Linked DNA regions of Sus scrofa: region 1 is linked to region 2. The links are chromatin contacts, called in public promoter capture Hi-C maps. All regions are on one chromosome and are shown on one strand. The core of a region is the stretch at or near the end of the contact, and the rest is flanking DNA. Distances in the headings are between cores, read along the strand shown. Region 1 holds the start of GOLT1A (vesicle transport protein GOT1A). Region 2 holds the start of ETNK2 (ethanolamine kinase 2).

Region 1 (7,212 bases), core at 1,227-3,726, 47 kb before region 2:
TCATATTATTGCCTACTTTATATTTTTTAAGTTTTTACATCCCAAGGATGAACACCTGTGTTGTAACAGTTATATATGGAAATATACTGGGGAATTCCCTGCTGTTTTTCTTTTTTTCTGTAACACCACCCCAGGGATCCACATTCAATTGTTCTAAAAACTTTATATCACTACTTCTCTTTCCAGTCCATCCTCTATTCCTCCATTGCCTATTGGAAATATATGATCTTCAAGGCCTTTTGAAATCCCACAGGGAGTTCCCTGGTGGTCTAGTAGAAAGGATTTGATGCTTTTACTTCTACAGCCCAGGTTCAATCCCTGGCTGGGAACTGAGATTCCCACATCAAGCCAAATGAAAGAGAAAGAAAGAAATGCTATAGAATGAATTTTATCACACAATGGCATTTCAAAATACAAATCTGTGTGTCTTTGATGTGTTACCACTACCCCATTCCAGACCATAACATGGGAAGCTACATTATTATTATTATTATTGTCTTTTTTAGGTTTGCACCCACAGCATATGCAGGTTCCCAGCATAGGGGTCTAATCTGCCTACGCCAGAGCCACAGCAATGCCAGATTCGAGTTGCATCTGCAACCTTCACCACAGCTCATGGCAACACTGGATCCTTAACCCACTGTTCAAGGCCAGGGATCAAACCTGCAACCTCATGGTTCCTAGTTGGATTGTTTCCGCTGCACCACGATGGAAACTCCGGGAAGCTACTTTAATAACACATACATCATGAGTTCCCGTCGCGGCACAGTGTTTAACGAATCTGACTAGGAACCATGAGGTTGTGGGTTCGATCCATGGCCTTGCTCAGTGGGTTAAGGACCTGGCATTACTGTGACTGTGGCGTAGACTGGCGGCTACAGCTCGGATTGGACCCCTAGCTTGGGAACCTCCATATGCCACAGGTGCAGGCCTAGAAAAGTCAAACAGACAAAATATATATATATATATACACATATACATCAAACCCTATTTATTTATTTATTTAGGCTTCACATCATGTTCCCTCACTGTCTCCACTTTGCCATCTCTAACTTGTTTTGTTATCTCTACTTCACTGAAGGTTATTTCCCTCTTTCTCTTTTTTTGTGCAAGTACATCTGGTCTGTTATTACTTATCTAACACCAGGTTTTATTCTAGTGTTCATTCCCTCCTCTTTCATTTTCTTGTGTGGAGAGAGGGGTTATTTGGGTGGGGTTTTTTTGGGGGGTGTGGTATATCATGACCCTAGTCTTCTATTTCTCTTTCTCTTTTTTTTTTTTTTTTTTTTCAGGGCCACACCCTCACATACGGAAGTTCCTGGGCTAGTGGTCAAATTGGAGCTGCAGCTGCCGGCCACAGCTACAGCCACAGCCACAGCAACTTGGGATCCAACCTGTGTCTGCAACATACACCATGGCTCATGGCAACGCAGGATCCTTAACCCACTGATCAAAGCCAGGGATTGAATCCTCGTCCTCATGGGTACCAGTCAGGTTGGTTACCACTGAGCCACCATGGGAAGTTCTTCTATTTCTCTTAAATTCAAACTTATTACAAGTAGGTGCAAGCAATCTGCCTACTTTATTTATGCCTTCTGGTAAGTCTTTCCTGAACACTTATATATTGAGAGACGTTGTGTTTTATTATAATTTTTTCTTCTTTATTATAATTAGATTTAAGTTATTTTGAAATGGTGTATGTAGATGGGTCATATTATCTATGAATTGCACTGCAGGATAGGGGGGATGTTACAGAGAGGGTGCTGGCTCTAGCGGGTTTGACGTTGGGAACTGTCCAGCCTCTCTTTTTTCAGGCCCACGGAGGGAGGAAAGGATGCAGCCACGTCTACACAGCAGGTAGGTGGGCCAGAACCAAGCTTCCTGAATCATTGTCCAGCCCTACCGTAAGCGTAAATTCATCTTTCATATTCCTTTAGCTCAACGTCACAGTCCAAAGCTGGACACCGCTGGGGGAAAGGACGTCGAACTCCCTTGGGACGTTTTTTGCCCTAGATGGAACTGAGCCTGGCCCTCCCTTAAGGCTATCAGAAACAGGTTTTAGTCAGTTCTTTCGCCCTCTAGCGTCTAGCCTGGGTACCAACAGAAAGCGAGCAAACTGCTTACAAGATGAATTTAGTAGTTTTCCAAAGAGAAACAGATCCCAACTCTTCCCCCACTTTCTACCAAACCATGTAAGGAATTCAGGTGCCCCTAGACCCCAGTTCTTCCACAAACAGCCCAAGTTTTGCGAAAGAGATGGAAACAGCTGAACTCGGCCTCAGGGCGTGGGGGGAAGGAGATAAAAGGGTCGGGTGGGCGGGGCCTTCTCCTGGTGGGCGGAGCGCATGGGAGGGAGCTTTGCTCTCTGGGAAGAACCAGGAGCAAAGGAGGGTGTGACTTCAAGCAGCTGTGTGTGTGTGTGTGTGTGTGTGTATGTGTGTGTGTGTGTGTGTGTGTGTCTAGAGTTAATGATTTACCAGAGGCCCATTTCACAACTTGCCAAGGGTCAGCTTCCCTTGAGCATGTACAAGTTCGGTCCTCTCTGCTCCTCGCCCCTTGCCAGCTTCCACCCGGGAGGTCCCCCAGGCAGCCTGCAGCATGATCTCCATCACCGAATGGCAGAGTGAGTGTGAGGGGCCGGTGCTGTAGAGGCGGCTGGCCTGGAACTGGGAATCCAGGCTGCAGTGGGTGGAGAGCAGCCCCTCCCAACAGGGACCTTTCTCTGGGGAACCGGGAAGGCGACCTCTGGAGCCGGTGGCTGGGAGCTGCTGTGTTGGCATCCTCCAGGCAGGCAGCAGGGCCAGGGCGGGGTGTGGCTCCCTGCCTTCCACAAGGTGGGGATGGGGCTTGATCAGGACCCCCAGGTAGCCAGAGGCTGGTTTCTATTCAAGCACTCAAGCTGGAACCCATTCAGGGTTCTTAAACCTGGGATACCACAAAGGCAGACCTGGTAGATTCTCTGTCTATTTAGACATCTTTCCCCCACAAACTCTTAGGGTCTTCTGTGACCCTGGGCCCTTTCTTATCAGAAACTAAACCCAAATCCCCTCCCCAAATCACTGTTGTTACCCCTAAGTATCTTTCCCCTCAGGAGAGAGGGCAGGGCAGTCCCCAGGTCCAGGTGAGAACTATAGCTCCGTGAGTTTCATTTGGGTGAGTTACTTAAAGCCAATGTCTCATCTGTGAACCAGGGATACTGTTCGTTCGTTCACTGAACAAATGTGTCTCCTCTGTTGGGCACAGAGTATACAACAGTGAGGGGAACAGACATATTCCCTGCTTATGTTCCAGAATGAGGCAACAGGTAATGAGCAGATAAAGACGTTAGTATGTAGTACGTCAGATGGTGATATGTCCTCTGGAAAAAAATAAAACAAGTTGAGGAGGCTTGGGAGTGCGGGCTAGGAGAGATTTTGTTTAGAGTGGTAGGGAAACGCTTCCCTGGGAAGGTATTCTTCTACGGAGACCCATAGGAAGTGAGGAGGCAAAGCCATGCAGCTCTCTGGAGGGGGCAATGTTCTAGGAAGAGGGGACAGCCAGTGCAAAGGCCCTGGGGCATTAGCAGACCTGATGTATTTGAAGAACAAGGAGGCTGGTGTGGCTGGAGCAAAGTGAGGAAAGGGGAGATTAGTAGGTAGGTTAGTCAGGAAGGTCATGGAGAGGCCAGGCTGTCTAAGAATTTTGGTTTTACCTTCATAAGATGGGGAACCATTGGAGGGTTTTGTGCAGAGGACTGATGTGATCCGCTTATGTTTTTAAAAAGTCACTCTGGATGCTGGATTGAGAATAGACAGACTGTAGAGGGGTGGGGTCAGCAACAGAGAGACTGGTTTGGAGGCAAGAGATGGTGAAGGAGACCGGTTCTGAGGGGAGAGGCGATGATGGAAGAGGCGCAGGGTGGTAGCAGCAGACTGGTGGGAAGTAGTCAATGCTGGACCTACGCTACGGAGATTGCTGAGAGGATTCATGGATGGACTGGATGGGAGATGTGAGAGAAGGAAGTCCAGAATGCCTCCAGTATGTTCAGCCTGTGCAGTCGGAAGGGCTGGGTAGGGGGAAAGCAGGAGTTGGGTTTTAGATGTGTTGAGATTGATGTTCAAGCAGTAGTCGGGTATGTGAGTCTCTAATGGAGAGAGACATTTGGGAGTTGCCAGCATAGAGAGGGCATTTTAAACCCCAAGGTCCCAGGAGTTCCTATGGCTCAGTAGTTAACGCATCCGACTAGGATCCATGAGGTTGTGAGTTCGATCCCTGGCCTTGCTCAGTGAGTTAAGGATCCGGCGTTGCCGTGAGCTGTGGTGTAGGTCGCAGACTCGGCTCTGATCCTGTGTTGCTGTAGCTCTGGCGTAGGCCAGCGGCTACAGCTCCAATTAGACCCCTAGCCTGGGAATCTCCATATGCCGCAGGAGCGGCCCTAGAAAAAGCAAAAAGACAAAAAACAAAAACAAAAACAAAACCAGAAGGTCCCCTGGATACCGATTCTCAGCCTCCCCACTACTGACATTTGGGGGCAGGATACTTCTTTGTTGTGGGGTCTGTCCTGTCTGTTACAGGATTTTAGCGCTATCCCTGGCCTCTGCCCACTAGATGGCAGTAGCACTCTCTCACTCCCACTTGTGAGACTCAAAATCTCTTCGGATGTCGCTAAAGGTCCTTGGGGGAACAAAATCGCCACCTCCCCCACCCTACCCCCAGTTGGGAACCTGAGGGGAAAGAAATATAGAAAGAGAAGAGGACTGAGGGCTGAGCCCAGTGGCGAGCCCAGTAGCAAGCCCACGTTTTATTAAACCAACATGTGTTTAAGTCCTAAGCAGAATGTGCGAAGTCCTGCAAGAGAGAGAAATGAGGCAACCAGCTTAAGTTAGGAAACACAGTGGATCAGATATCCCTGAGAAACTGACACCCGCCTTGAGATCTGAAGGAGGAGAGTGTGTTAGGCAGGAAACAAGTGGGTAGAAACAGCATGTGCAAAGGCCCCAAGGCAAGAAGGCTCACCATGGAAACAGTGATGTGGTTGGGGTATGGCAGGCATGGGTGATAAGGGCAGGAGATGAAACTGGACAAGCAGGTCTAAGCCCCATCATGTGGGGTCTGAAAGCCAAGGCAGGCATGGGAGGACTCTGTGTCGGTCTAAGTCCGTGGGAAGCCATGGAAGATTCTAGGCAATGCTAATATGAGTGGATTACACGTTTTCCAAGATCCCTGACTGTGGTGAGGAGAAGGGATAAGAGGCTAGCAGGAATGAAGCAAGAGACTAACTGGGGAATGTTGCAGGAGTCCGGGAAGGAGATAAGTGGAATTAAGTGGTAAGAGTGGAGAGGAATGGACAACTTTCAAGATGCATCTGGTACAAGAGGAATTAATACAACATTGTAAATCAACTATACTTTAAAATTTTTTTATGAGACATTTGGGAGGAAGAAGCCATAAAACTCAGCTGTGGATTGAATGAAGGAGGGAGATGGCAGGAACAGTGAGATAGACTCAGTGATGCCCCTTGGGCTTCTGCCTTGAGCTGCTGGGTTCATGGTGATGACATTTTTTTCGTTTGGGGAAAACCGAGTGAAGTGCAGCTTTAAGGATGGAAAATCAATAGCTTAGTCTGGACCTGCTGAGTTTAAGACACCTTGGACAGAGAAAGAGATATGCCAGGTGGGCAGCTGGATAAGAATTTGGAAGCTCAAAGAGAGGCATGGGCTAGAAAGACAAATATCAACATTGTCAGCACACAAGAGATACTTAAAGCCATGAAAATCCCTGTGAAACTAGAATGAGAAAGGAAGAGTTCCCATTGCGGCTCAGCGGGTTAAGAACCCAACTAGTATCCATGAGGATTCGGGTTCAATCCTTGGCCTCACTCAGTGGGTTACGGATCTGGCATTGCTACGGTGTAGGTCATGGATGTGGCTCTGATTTGAAGTTGCTGTGGCTGTGGCATAGGCCGGCAGCTGCAGCTCCAATTGGATCCCTAGCCTGGGAACCTCCATATGCCCTGGGTGAGGCCCTAAAAAGTCAAAAAAAAGAAGAGGGAATTCCCATTGTGGCGCAGCGGAAACAAATCCGACTAGGAACCATTGTCAGTGGGTTAAGGATCCGGCGCTGCTGTGAGCTGTGGTGTGGGTCTCAGACACAGCTCGGATCTGGCTTTGCTGTGGCTGTGGGGTAGGCTGGCACCTCTAGATCCAATTAGACTCCTAGCCTGGAAACCTCCATGTGCCACGAGTGTGGCCGTTAAAAAAAAAAAAAAAAAAAAAAAAAAAAAAAAGACGTAAAGAACAGCAACAACAAAAGGTCAAAAAAGAAGAAAAAAAAAAAAAAAAGAATGAGAAAAGAACTGAGCTGGAGCCCTGAGTAATTCAAACCCCCAAGAGGAAGAGAGGGAAATGGGAGCTGACAAAGAAGACTGGGAAAGAGTGGCCAGGAGAGCGAGAAAAAACCAAGAATATGGTGTCACGGACTCCACGACAGGATATTTCAAGACAGGAGTGGCCAGCTGCTGATAGATGAGGCGTGACACCTGTCCTCTGCATTTGGGAAGGTGGATGTGACAGGAGGCCCAAGCAAGAGCAGTGGCTATGGAGGAGGTGAGGGCAGAAGTGGACTGGACCGGATTGGTTAAAGGTACTTTCTCTAGAGCCAGACTGCTGGGTTCACACCAGACTCCTGCCAGCTGCTGGCTGTGCACCCCTGGGCACAGGTTGAGACACTCCACTTATCCTCTCAGTGTTTCAGTTCTGTTTGCGAAATGGGGCTAATGGCATAGCTACTCATAGGTGGTTAGGGAAATTTAAACGAGCTAATACGTCTCAAGTGCTTAGACTGCCTGGCACCACGTGTTCATGAGTGATAGCTATTATTACTATTAATTACTGTTAATTTTGAAACAAGAAACAAGACGTCTCTTCTCATTTCCTTCCTTCCTCTTTCTGAACAATTTTGATCTAAAGCCTTGAGGTGGAAGCAGGGCAGTGCCCGGGGCAGGTGTCAGAGCCCTAGTGGGTGGAGGGTTCACACTGGGGTTGGTCTGGAGCCAGAGCAGGGGGAGGGGGGCATCCTGGCTGGGTAGGGGTGGAAGCCAGAAGGTAGCTTGATGGTGGAGGGGCCTGCAGACTCCCCCTTAATGAAGTGCTTAAAGAAACATCATCAGGAGTTCTCATTGTAGCTCAGTGGAAATGAACCCAACGAGCATTGGTGAGGACAGAGGTTCGATCC
Region 2 (7,395 bases), core at 3,911-6,410:
CCACATGCCTCCTATTACAAATGCTGGGAAACCCTGCACAAACACACACACTCACACATGCTGAAAACCAGCCCTAAGTTAGGCCCTGAGCTGTGGGAGGCATCGTGCCCCTTGGAGGAGGGGAAAGGACAGGCATCCGCTTTGGACGGGACACCAGGAGCCCTGGCTCCAGCCCCCTCGCCGCCGGGGTGACTTCAAGCAAGTGACTTGACCTTTTGGTGATGCCACTGCTGTAGGGTAAAGTGTATAATACCCATCTAGCAATAGGCTGCTGAGGCATACCTGAAACAAAGGCTTCCCTTCTGCTGTTTCTCTCTCTGCAGAAATTCCAAGTAAGGGATATGGAAAGCCCCCCAACTTGGCCCTGACCCTCCAGAGCACCTGGCCCAGAATCTCACATGCCAACTGCCCAAAACTTACCTCTACAGGCTTTGTGGGATGCCAAAGGGCTCCGCCCCCTCTTCCTGCTCACCCCAGGCCCCTGTCCACCCCACCCGACTGCTCCTAGAGGCCCATCCCACACCCCATGCACCTGCTCAGACTGCAGCTCCCCAAACCCAAGCGAGGGTGGGGCTGATTTCCATCTTGTTTGCATTCTACTCACTGCCCTAGTGCTTCTTCCTTCTCTATGACCTCTCTGGGGATGCCTTATTGGGTGCAGCTGGATTATCCTGGAACTACCTCTGATTGGGCTTGGGGACGGGCAAGAAAGGCGGAGATGCCGTATGTTCTACAGCTTCCCAGCCTTGCTATCCGTCCCCCCTTCCTCTGCCTCACCTGCACCGGTGCCCAACTTCCCTTGCTGCTGACATCACTCAGTCCCAGAGCTTGTGGGTCTCCAAGAGCCTCTGATTTTCCTTTTAGGAATTCCCAGTTGCTGGGGGGAGAGATTGTGCTGGGCGGCAGTGACCCCCAGTATTACCAGGACAGTTTCCACTACGTGAGCATCAGCAAGACTGGCTCCTGGCAGATCAAAATGAAAGGGTCAGGAATCACCTCCTCACGCTCCCCAAATGCTGCTGCTGCTGGGGGTGGGGCTACCATCCTTTCCTCTCTCCTAAAGCAGCCGCTTCTTAAGGCTCAACCAACATTTGCTCTCTGCTTGCTTTGTGCAGGGATGGGAACACTGACATATGTGGGTCAGAGGGGAGGGGGGACCTCCTGAGCTAAGCCATGTGCTGAGGGAGGGGGCGGCACTTTTCCTTCTCCAGTGCATGCATTTCCCATCTTTCACTGCATCACCAGCATGGCCCCCCAATCACTTGTGCTCACTCAGGAATGCTATGCAGCCTGGGGGTGCCCCATCAGCCCTCTGTCCATCTGTCTATCTGACTGTGGCCTCCTCCAGGGTGTCTGTGAGGTCGGCCACCTTGCTCTGTGAGGAGGGCTGCATGGTGGTAGTGGATACCGGGGCATCCTACATCTCAGGTCCCACTAGCTCCCTGAGGCTGCTCATGGAGACCCTGGGGGCCAAGGAGCTGAGCACAGATGAAGTAAGGAGTGAGGGAGGATGGACGCCCTGGATCGGGGTGGGGGGTGGAGACAGGAAGCATGAGGTCCCAAATGAGACTATTTCAGGCCTTCCTCTCTGCCCCTGACATGCTCCACCTGTGTGGTTTGGTCCCTTGGGTGGAGGGAGAGGACTGTGCCCAGCCCTCTCCAGCAGAGGGATCAGGCCACAAGCACAGGGCTGTGTCCACTAGGGGACCTCCCACACTCAAGGGGGCTCCATTCACCCTTCCCACCACCAGTATGTTGTGAACTGTAACCAAGTGCCCACACTCCCCGACATCTCCTTCCATCTCGGAGGCAGAGCCTACACGCTCACCAGTGCGGACTACGTCTTACAGGTGAGGCTCCCGTCTGCCCCTGGGCAACAGGGAGGAAGGGTGGGCAGGGGCCCTCAAAAAGAGACATGTCATTATGTACACAATATAGACTAGACCAGCGGTTCTTGGCTACACATTAATCACCTGGGAGCTTTTAAAAATCCCAGTAAAGGAGTTCCTATTGTGGCTCAGTGGTTAATGAATCCGACTAGGAACCATGAGGTTGCAGTTCAATCCCTGCCCTTGCTCAGCGGGTTAAGGATTCAGTGTTGCCGTGAGCTGTGGTGTATGTCGCAGACTCGGCTCGGATCCCGTGTTGCTGTGGCTGTGGCGTAGGCCGGCGGCTACAGCTCCGACGAGACCCCTAGCATGGGAACCTCCATATGCTGCAAGAGCGACCCTAGAAAAGGCAAAAGAGACAATAAATAAATAAATAAATATCCCAGTAAAAAGCCCCACCCCGTACCTATTGTTACCTCTGGGAGTGGTTCCTGAGCACCAGTGTTTTCAAAACTCAGGTGATTCTAATGTGCAGTCACATTTAGGAATCACTCCTAAATGATGCTCGTTTCCTGAGCTTCATTTTCTCATCAAATTCCCCCAGTAATACTATGCTCCTATACCTTTATTCACTTTATTTTTTTTTAATTATTATTATTATTTTTTTTTTGTCTTTTTGCTATTTCTTGGGCCGCTCCCGCGGCATATAGAGGTTCCCAGGCTAGGGGTCGAACCGGAGCCACAGCAACGCAGGATCCGAGCCGAGTCTGCAACCTACACCACAGCTCACTGCAACGCTGGATCATTAACCCACTGAGCAAGGCCAGGGACCGAACCCGCAAACTCATGGTTCCTAGTCGGATTCGTTAATCACTGCGCCACAATGGGAACTTCCCCACTTTATTTATTTATTTAAATGGTGGGGAAACTCTCTTGCTTCCCGCCAGGACCCCTACAATAACGATGATCTGTGCACACTGGCCCTCCACGGTCTGGACGTTCCACCGCCCACTGGACCCGTCTGGGTCCTTGGTGCCAGCTTCATCCGAAAGTTCTACACGGAGTTTGATCGACGTAACAATCGCATTGGCTTTGCCCTGGCCCGCTGAGGCCCACTGCTGCCTTGCAGGCCCTGCGCTCGGCCCTAGCCCAGAGCTACATCACTCTCTGTGACCCATCCCCACCCTGCCTATGCTTGTGTCCTTACTCAGGGGCACAGGGCTTGGAGCACCTCCTGGATGTGTGTCCTGCCCCCAGCATCGGCTCTTCCTGCTTTGAGGACAAATAAAAACTTCATGTTCACAGCCTCATGGCACCTGGCTTCACGGCAATTTGTAACAGAGGGAGGCACAGCCGTGAGATCATGTGCAGACAGAAACGTGACAGAATGACAAACTACACATTCACTCACGCGTGCAGGTTCCTGCGTGCAGGGCTGATGCCATCTGTCCAACATCACTGGGGCCCAAATGGAGTTGTTTACACAACCTTGGATGGGAAGTTTGCAGACAGCCAGCCCCTCAAGGACCAGGGCTAGCGCTGTGGCAGAGGACCGTGGGTCAGGAATATGCTCCCAGCTCATGGAACCAGCTTCAAGCTCAGGCTCTGCACTCAGGCACTGCAACCCCCTGCCCCACATAGTCATTTCCACAGGCAGTCTAAGGTGCCAACACCTGAAAATGTAGACCACCAGAGATCCTACTGACACTCCCTTTTTACATGAGGAGAAACTGAAGCTTGGAGAATGAAAGCATTTGGCCAAGATTGTTCAGTAAAGTGTGCAAAATCAAGACGAGCACACTGCAGAGTTCCTGTTGTGGCTCAGCAGTAATGAATTCAACTAATATCCATGAAGACGCAGGTTCGATCCCTGGCCTCGCTCAGTGGGTTGAGGATCCAGCGTTGCCATGAGCTGTGGCGTAGGTTGCAGACGCAGTTCGGATCTGGCGTTGCTGTGGTTGTGGCATAGGCTGGCAGCTGCAGCTCCAGGAAAACCCCTTGGCTGGGAATTCCCATAGGCCATGGGTGTGGCCCTAAAAAAAGAGAGAGACTAGCACACTGCCCATTTGACTCCAGTCCTGGGGGTTTCCCACCTTACACATACGGGTTCAGAGGTGCACAAGCACACACACGTATGCACTGCCACCCTCCATCTCACAGACATGGGACTCAACAGGTGGTCTTCTCCCACCCGCACCCCTTGGACTGTCTGCAGGGGATGTGTAGCTTCAGGAATGAAAGACAGCATCCACCTGAAGCCACTGATGCAGGTCCTCATCACATAGCTGCTCACCCCTCTTTTGACTGCTAACCCAGGTCCCATCAAACCTCACACATCTAGGATCACAGACTCTAGGGATTATACGGGGCCCCAGAGCACCTCTAGGGCATCGTTCTCTCATCCACAGCATTCTGTGCAGAGCCGAGAGCATGATTCTCTGAGTTTTGTTTGCCTGCTTGGCTTAATTTCCTCACTGCAGAAAGAAATGGTTGGAGTCAGCATCCTTTCCAGCTCAACATCCTAGGGTTCCATGACCTTAAGTGGGCAGAACCCCCCCATCATCTCCTACCCTGTTCAATACGACAACCATATATGACTATTTACATTAAGTGTAAAATTAAATCAAATGTCACATTAGCCACATTTCAAGTGCTGGATAGTCATATGCGGCTTGTGGACAGCATAGTTATAGCACATTGCCATCATCACAGAAGTTCCGCTAGGCAGAACTGGGGCCTTGTGGTTAAGGGGTTCTGAATAGGTCAGAGAGATAACATGAGGAAATAGGAAACAGGTGCAGTGAGAGCTCTCCTATGCGAGCTGGTGGCTGGTGAGGTCACCATTGGCACACCCACCCCAAAATGCTTCCCCAACGTCCCCTCTCCGTCGGAAAAGACTTTCCAGATGCAGCAGGGGCCGCTCCCACAGAACCTCTTCCAGGATTCTGGCGATTGGGGGCAGGAAGCTGGGGCACAGGTAGTCCAGCCCAAACTGACCTCTTGGGAGCAGCCAGTGGCCACACTCCAGGAAGGAGTAGGCGTGCAAGAAGAGCCTTCCCCAGGCCCTGCCCCAGGCTACCCAGGGGGAGCTGACCCAGAAGAGCTGGAAGGGGGGCGGCCACCTCCCCCGCTCAGAAGCCCGCGGGTGAGGCCAGGACTGCTGGGCAGCCCAGAGACCCAGGTGGGGGGGCGGGCCGCGCCGACCACGCCCCCCGACCACGCCCCCTACGTCACGGCCTCCCCGGGGGCGTCACCCCGCCCAACGCTCCAGGTAGCGGCGGCCGCGGCTGCCCTCTGTGGCGGGAGGCTCACCCCCGCGGCCCTCCGCCCGGGGCGGGGAGGGGGCGTTCCTGCGACCCGCCGCCCGTGATGTCACAATCGCGGCTGGCCCTGGCGTTCCCGGGTCGGCTTGGGGCGCCCGGCTGCAGGGCGGCGATTGAAGCGGGCCGCTGGCTCCCGAGTCATGGAGTTCCCCTGGCCCCTCCTCTACCACTCCCACTCCCGCGCTGGGCCCCCCCGCGGGGGCTAGCGTCCGCGCGGCGGCTCCGAGGGGGTGGGGCTGCAGGGAATGGCTGTGCCCCCTTCGGCTCCCCTGCCGTGCTCGCCCTTTTACCTGAGGAGGCAGGCGCCTTGCCCACAGTGCTCATGGGGCATGGAGGAGAAGGCGGCGGCCGGCGCGGGCTGCCGGGAGCCGCCGGGCCCCCGAGGGCCGCCGCCGTCCCGTGCTTTGGCATATCCGTGGACCACAACGACATCCTCCCCGGCGCCCTGCGCCTCATCCGGGAGCTGCGACCGCATTGGAAGCCCGAGCAAGTTCGGACCAAGGTAGCCGAGTGGGCGCGAGGCCCGGGATGGGGCCCCGCCGGGGCTGGTGTGGGGATGCATGGACCTCTGTCCCTGCATCCTTCCGGGTGTCCGTCCCAGGGGTGCGCGACTGCTGCTCAGGAGAGGGGTGAAATGGTGGTTTGTGTGTGTGTTTCTTTCTTTATCTATTTTGGTCCCTAAGCAAAGCTAGGCTCCTACCTTCCTCGGCCCTCCACACAGCTCTCTCCTCTTGGGGCTCTCAGGCACTCCGGAGGTCCACCTGCCCACTGTCAGCACATTGCGCGTGCGGGACCCACCCCCTGTCGCTGCGTGCTGGTGCCCCTCGCTGCCCAGAAGCGTGTTCCCAGCTGGCTCTGAAACCTGCGGAGGCAGGAACTTTTAAGGGCATCCCCCCAACACTCCGACACACATCGCTGCACCTTCTCCACCCTATGGTGGGAACCAAGCCTCCAGGCTCTGAGCTGCTTCTCCTGGTCCCAGGAGCCACCCTGTGAAATTCCGGGCTAGCCCCCAGCCCTGGCGCTTGGCGGTGGTAGAGGGGGTGGGGGGGTGGTTCTGGCTCAGCAACACCACTCCCCCGTTACAAGGCACCTCCCTGTTCTGCTGGGCACATTCTCAGGGACATAGACGTGAACAGAGCCTCCCCTTGAGGAGCCTCAGGCTGACTCCCTAGATGAACTGCCTCCTTTCTAAAGAGCCTTCATCTGCCCCATCCTCTCTAGGAGCTGCCTGTGGAGGAAGCAGCCGGGAATGGGCACCTGCAGCTTCTGCTGGAGTGGGAGGAGCTCCATGCTGGTGGGCCTTTCTGGGTGGGGAAAGGCAAGGGTCAGAACCAAGTGTGGAGGCTGACAGACCCTTCTTAGAGGAGGGGAGGGTGGGTAACGTTTCTAAATAAAAGACCGCTTTGGTATAAAACTGTCAGGGCATTAAGTAGGACTGACGTTAATTCCAGCACTGGCCTAACATGCTGTCTTCCAGTCCCTCCTCTCTCTGGGCCTCAGTTTCCCCACCTTTTATTGGTTCAGATGTCCTCTAAGGCACCTTACAGCTCTGTCACACTGTGCTCTGTAAATTCCTTGGCTCATTTCTCCTTCTCACCCTACCCAGAGAGCCAGCTCTCCCAGCCCAGGATCTACTATCTCTTCTGGCCCTAAGGAACTCTGACCATCAAAGCCCTGGGGTGGGTGCCCACCTCAGTCCCCTCCTGTGCCCCTGCTGCTGGGTGGGGCAAGAGACACAGCAAGGAGCCCTCTGCCTGTAGGGCAGTGAGAGGCTAGTTGGGTCAGGCTGTATCCATCCTGGGCTACTCCCGGCCCTCCTCTGCCACATTCTTTCAGGGCCCGATAGGAGAGTGAAGATGGGGAGGGGGTTTCTGCCCACCAAGTGGTGTGAAAACCCCTCCACTGCCAAATCCTATCCAGTAAAGGAAGGCCCAGGAGAAGTGGGCCTGGCTTTGCCCAGGCTGCCATTTTTTGTCTTGAGCTTTCTGGTCTACCTCAAATGTTGGGACAGGGTGGAGCATTAGGAGCAGTGCTGAGCTCTTAAGTGAAGGGGCTAAGGATGGGGGTTCTGTGTGACCGTGCTGAGGGTTCAGATGAGCACCCCATGCTGGAGTTGGGGTGCTGCAGGGCAAGAGCAAAGTCCCTGGCCCACATATCCCTGCGCTGCCCTCTCCCCCATGCCAGCGCTTCACTGATGGCATCACCAACAAGCTGGTGGCCTGCTACGTGGACGAGGACAT

What was found. Promoter capture Hi-C pulls out the DNA fragments that hold promoters and counts their contacts.
Region 1: a promoter capture Hi-C map of liver shows a contact between it and region 2, with 4 times the contacts expected there. The contact joins the promoter of GOLT1A here to the promoter of ETNK2 in region 2. A contact is called at or near these places in 2 of 5 promoter capture datasets (both in liver), 22 of 47 Hi-C or Micro-C datasets (alveolar macrophages, brain, embryonic fibroblasts and 12 more) and 1 of 2 datasets of contacts at active chromatin or transcription factors (skeletal muscle).

What each region holds. Positions count from the first base shown.
Region 1 is chr9:64,848,917-64,856,128 of Sscrofa11.1, reverse strand. GOLT1A (vesicle transport protein GOT1A) reads left to right here and starts at 2,476. Exons shown (of 4, transcript XM_021063213.1): 1 at 2,476-2,623. The coding sequence starts at 2,599.
Region 2 is chr9:64,804,881-64,812,275 of Sscrofa11.1, reverse strand. ETNK2 (ethanolamine kinase 2) reads left to right here and starts at 5,160. Exons shown (of 7, transcript XR_002335783.1): 1 at 5,160-5,654; 2 at 7,340-7,395. It overlaps REN (renin), which reads left to right. Exons shown (of 10, transcript XM_021063211.1): 6 at 324-332; 7 at 865-984; 8 at 1,349-1,493; 9 at 1,752-1,850; 10 at 2,777-3,133. The coding sequence ends at 2,938.